Regions from separate parts of the Mus musculus genome. Here region 2 is linked to region 1. A link is a contact called in public HiChIP or PLAC-seq data. All regions are on one chromosome and are shown on one strand. The core of a region is the stretch at or near the end of the contact, and the rest is flanking DNA. Distances in the headings are between cores, read along the strand shown. Region 1 has its middle 7.2 kb from the start of Gm31955. Region 2 holds the start of Inpp1 (inositol polyphosphate-1-phosphatase).

Evidence for each region. HiChIP or PLAC-seq counts read pairs in DNA pulled down with a chosen protein or histone mark.
Region 2: an H3K4me3 HiChIP or PLAC-seq map of the 230-238 cell line shows a contact between it and region 1, with 4 times the contacts expected there. The contact joins the promoter of Inpp1 here to the enhancer-like site in region 1. A contact is called at or near these places in 2 of 39 promoter capture datasets (the 3T3-L1 cell line and embryonic stem cells), 2 of 484 Hi-C or Micro-C datasets (forebrain and large pre-B cells), 4 of 115 datasets of contacts at active chromatin or transcription factors (the 230-238 cell line, acute myeloid leukemia, embryonic forebrain and 1 more) and 2 of 9 other capture datasets (embryonic stem cells and liver).

The regions. Positions count from the first base shown.
Region 1 is chr1:52,297,040-52,299,739 of GRCm38.p6, reverse strand. No RefSeq gene overlaps it. Among named protein-coding and RNA genes, the nearest start is that of Gm31955, 7.2 kb to the left of the region's middle. Within about 2 kb of position 1,264, at least 26 of the 459 cell types and tissues checked have an H3K27ac peak or open chromatin away from gene starts, as enhancers often do. A contact at or near this core is called in the 230-238 cell line, where this site is marked.
Region 2 is chr1:52,816,346-52,819,045 of GRCm38.p6, reverse strand. Inpp1 (inositol polyphosphate-1-phosphatase) reads left to right here and starts at 1,358. Exons shown (of 6, transcript NM_008384.2): 1 at 1,358-1,644.

The sequences.
Region 1 (2,700 bases), core at 15-2,514:
AGCTTGTGTGGATAATCTGCCATCCCTCCTTCCAATTTTTAATTCATAAAATATTACTAAATAAATGGTGCACATCGAGTCACCGACTAAAAATCCACTAAAACCAAGAAGGCCAAGTATAAACTGTGTTGAATGCCAAAGACAACGTTATGACAGGTTCTGCTCATTTACAGTATGATGTAACAGCACAGGAGGCTATCACTAACATCACTAAATCATTATAGGACGATGGCACATCTGAGTTATTCAAGAAAGAACATTCTAAGGACAGAATTTTGAATTTTAGTGTAATAACTTCTTACACGCTGATTTCTGTCTTTCCTATCCTCACTCATCCCCTTCTTTGCCTGACGGGATGCCTTTCTTTCACATGTTGCCTGATCTCCTCTGGGAGGTTACCTCATCAGTGTGCTGCATACATACACCATATACTCCAGCACAGCTAACTGGCTCTCTCATGCATCCAGAGCACTTTGTTCTTACATCTCTGTTGTTTTACTAAATCCTACCACAGCATCCAGAGATTATTTGACCAGGTTAAGGTCTGTTCAAGGCTCTTGGATCTGCTTTATGTCCAGACTCCCCCAGTAGTTAACCTATGGCAGAACCCTATCAGAGAGCATCCTACTTCAATTTTTTATTTGCACTAGGTCTCTTGACTAGACTGAAAGCCCCCTGAGAATAGAGGCCAAATTTAGTGATACTTCTAAGAACTCTAGAGAGAGACAGAGACAGAGAGACAGAGAGAGCAGAGAGACAGGCAGACAGAGACAGGCAGAGAGAACTCATGTATGTCTACATGCCTGCTCATGGCTGCATGTGCACCTTTGTGGAGGTCAGAGGTCAGCCTCTGCTGTTGTTTCGCAGGAACTGTGCTTTTTTTGTCTGTTTTGTTTGAGACAGGGTGTCTCACTGCCCTGGGACTCTCCAAGTAGGTTAGTTTGGCTAGCCAGTGAACTCAGGAATTTGCCTGGCTCTGCCTCCCCAGCCCTGGTACTATAGGCACATGCCACCAACTCGGCTTCTTCCATGGGTAGTAGGGATCGAACTCATGATCCCAGGCTTGCATAACAGGCAGTTTGCCATTTAAACTATCTTCCTAGCCTATGTGTAAGTCTTAAAATAGAGCTCTAGTAGATAACTCTGGCTAACTGAAAAGGAAACACTTGTTATCTTTATATTTTTTTACACCCAGTCTTATGTATCGCTTCCTCTTTCCTGCATGCCATACCTATTTCACAGGGCATTGCATTCTTAAGTCTTCATTACTCGCTTTTGCTTGAGTCACCATGGGAAGTAAAGTTCAGAGCAGATGTGGTTTGTAGACAGAACCTTGTTGGAGAGAGAAACTGAAACGGAGTTTATCCACACTGGAAGGTGGTGGGGAGAGGAAGGAGATGAACAGGTCATGTCCCAGGACCCCTAAGGTGTGCCACAATCATACTCTAGATTAAGGTGATATTACAATTGATGTGTCCCCAGTGTTAGCATCACCTTCTTTATTTCCCAGTTGCAGACAGACAAGACAGAGTCCTCATCCAGTGTTTAGCCTTGGTCAATGTTCTGTCTCTAAGGGTTAATTTCCTCATAAAATAAAGATAAATGTAACTACTTTATATGGTTGCCATAACTGAAGGAGGTCAAGTCCTGAGGGACTGACATAGAGTAAGCTGAACAGATGACCAGCATAGATGCATTCTGCAACTTTAGATAAAAATAGGACGGCAATGGCCAAAAGCAGACACAAGCGAGTCTTCAACAGATCAGTGATGTATCTTCAACACAAGGCTTGGATTTACTTAATAGGGTTGTGAGGTTGTCATAATTTGGTACAAGGGGAGTGGTGTGTCAGGTGCATGGCTTGAGATCTGCGCTCTAGCTACTCTAAGAAGTAATGGAAGATAAGGTTAAAGCAGGGAGGTTCTCTAGGAGCCTGCTCCAGAACTCCCAAGGAACAAACGAACAGAGGGAACAATCAGCAGAGGCTTACGACAATCAACAAGCCACACAGCAAGGTTGCCAACATGAAAGCATGAAGAGAAAGGAAATTTGCAAGAAGAGATGTATTGTCTCAATAATAGCACCTACTGCCATGGGTCCCAATTCTTAAGATTATGTGCAGGAGAAAGGTAGAAGAAATCTACTACTCAGAAGATAGTTATCAAGTAGAATCTTCAAACAGATGCTCCTATTGGAGCCAGAGTTCACTGGCAACATTTCGAAGATGTCCTTATAGTCACAGTTGGGCAGAGAGCTGGCAGCGTCAAGTGGTTAGAGTTGAGGTCTGAGGTGGCTAAATGGATGTGCCCATAATTACATGCCATAATTACATGTATGTCCAAGGATCATAAATATGGGAGAGAAGTGAACTGCTAGGCAGCATGCTGCCATGTATAGGGCTGGGTTTATGCACATGGACTGCTGTTAGCTAGCTGCCATTCTTGTTAGCATGTGTACGCAGGCCTTCTCTCTCTCTCTCTCTCTCTCTCTCTCTCTCTCTCTCTCTCTCTCTCTCTCTCACACACACACACACACACACACACACACACACACACACACCCCTGTTTATTTCTAACATCTCTTGTACTTTACACTGACTAATGACCTAATTTGAATATAAGTAATATTCCATGTAGACATAGCAAAGTATGGCTTTTCAAGGTTTTGTTGAGTTGATCATTTTGGAAAAGATGATGAAAT
Region 2 (2,700 bases), core at 109-2,608, 520 kb before region 1:
TTGACAGTGAGGAGGAGGAAATGTGCCTTGATCACCAGCAGTTTGCTCCAAGTGTTAATAGAGATCAGAGCAAGCAAGTGATCCAGTGAGATACGTATTGTAGGGTGGTCTCTGCACCTGCAGAGAAATGGGCTAGAGTCATAGCTCCTACTCTAGCCCCTCCCCAGTTCTGCTCCTAGATACAAATCTACTCCCATTTCCTTATGGTAAATGTCACATTTATATTATTCCTTGATTTTGCTGTCATGGATATGATTTCATAATTAATATCAGCTGTAACACCAAGAATGGACTTAAGAGAATGGAACTAAAGGACAATATGAGGATCTAGGCATGGTAGCACCCATCTGTACTCCCAGCACCCAGAAGGCAGAAGCAGGAGGATAGCGAATTTGAGGCCAGCAAGGGTTATAAAGTGAGACTCTTACCAAAAACAAAACAAAACAAAGTAAAAGTGAGAAAGAAGGCTGAATCCACTGAACCTGTGAGTGAATGGAAGGCGGATGGGGAATGGAAGTGGGTGAGGTGCCATCGCAGTACTGCGCATAAATAAATGGGAGCTTGGGGAGAGGTTGATGAGAAAGCCTGCAGGCTAGAATTGTTGAAGTGCTTCCCAGTTCCAGCCACAGAATAAATCACAGGGAAGCCGGATAAATCTTACCAGGACAGAAGGGCCCAGAGCACTCACAGAGACTCTGAGCCCCTTCTATCCCAAAGTTGAATGTTGCCCTTTTTAAAATTCTTACCCTTGCTGCCCTTTGTCCATCACCACCCATTTCTATTTCCACCTACCACTCCCAACTATATCTTTAAGTCACACTGAGCATTAGTTTAAAAGGGTTGCAGCAAGAGATGAGTTTCCCACCCAACATGTGCTTCTTGCCTGGCTGGGCCTTGACCCACAACTAATAAGGTCCAGAAGACACTGCTTTGACTAAACAAACATGTAGGAACCTAGACGCTTCTATTAGAACAGGGGGACTCATTCTAGCAGGAAGTCCAACTTCACAGCTTCAAACCATCTGTCAAACCCATAACACCAAGGGTTCAAATGAATGGAGGAGGAATATTCTCAAAGACTTTTTGGGTGCTTCTGAAGAAACAATGCACACCAAGAACTGTGGTTGAGGCAACCCTGACCTTTCTGGCCCTCTCAAGCAAATTGACAAAGCTTCACTTGTGACGTCGCGGAGGCCAGACTCAGGCTGGCTGGCGTGGGATGCCCTCGCCCGCCCCAGAAGCAAGAGGCCACCCGCCCCGGGGGAAAGAGGCGGGGCCGGGACCTGGCAGAAACTGGGCTGCACTGCTGGAGCCAAGAGAGGCAGGGCGCCTCCCCGCCTTCGCTGCGGTGACCTCCGGTGTTTTCCTGGCGGCTTGCCCTCCGGCTGTGCCCGCCACAGGAGGATTGCGCCAGGTCCCAGCGCGACCACCTCCAGGCGTTGGCACTCCCTTCCTCCTCTCTCGCCCCTCCTCCGCCTCTTCCGTTTCTCTGGGAAAGGCTGTATCCTCCTTGGGGCTCTGCATCCTCGCTTAGGTAATCCGCTTTCCTGCTTTCGCCACCCCTCCCCGGTGTCCAGCGTCTCCACCTCCGCGCATTTGGGTCCCCGCGAGCCTCGCGCGCTCCATCGCCTCTGCAGAGGGCAGGTGAGTCGGTCTCCGGCCGAAGGCTACTGGCCTCGGCGCCTGGGCCTGCGAGGTACCGGGTCGCTGCATCGAGGCCTCTCCGGCCTGCCCGTGCCCACCCACACAGAGCCCGAACCCCGAACCGAGAGGCTAAGCTCGCGGATCACGCCGCCCCCTTAGCTCTGCAGAAGCCACCGAAAGAAATCCAATCGCCCGCAGAGTAGCTTCTTCTGCTCGGTTCTTTCCATTCCTACCACTAGCCTCTAGGTTGAATGAGGTGATCTGAGAATGGTCAGAAGCAGAGGCCCAGGTTCCACGGGTAGGTGGCGTAGCTGTCAAGAAGTAGGGGAGCAGTTTGCCTGAGAGATGCTTCTAACGTGGATCCACGTTGACTGTCTCTAGAGACCCATTGGATGGGTGTAGACTAAACAGTCCGGGGGTATATTTTTTCTACATTTTGAAGTATGGTTTTGTGAGACATGTCTAGGCAGTGGGTGTGGACAGCATAGAAGGGTGTCATCTAAATTATCTAACCTGGCTTTGGTAAAAATCATATGGACTGTCAGACATGAGGTGTGAAAGAAAAATCTAGGGAATACACGTTAACAAGCGCGGTGTGTACTTTGGAGATTTCTGTCCTTAAAACTAGGACCGGAACACGTGGAAGTTTGCCCACTGTGTGAGGGTGTTCGCGTCAAAAGGACTGCGGCTTGAGGCCGTGCGGACAGGACTCTTAATATATATGTATCCCATGCAGAATGAATCTTTCTGTTTTGTTTTGTTTTGCTTTGCTTTTTTGGCTCCTTGCCCTTAATTCCCAGTTTTAATCAGATGGTAAGACTTAGGTCCACCCACCTGGTAACAATCTAAGGAAGAAAACAACCCCAGGGACTACTTTTGGCTGATGGACTAGCAAGATGACCTCAGTCAGGCATCTGAAAGTACAGAATGAAAGGGAAAATACAGGCAACGGGAAAGCCGATTTTAACCCCTGCACGTGCCTGTTTGCTGTTTTCTTAAGAACTTACATTTAAAGGACTTTTATAATACTTTTGCAGTTAATTCTTAGCAATGAAG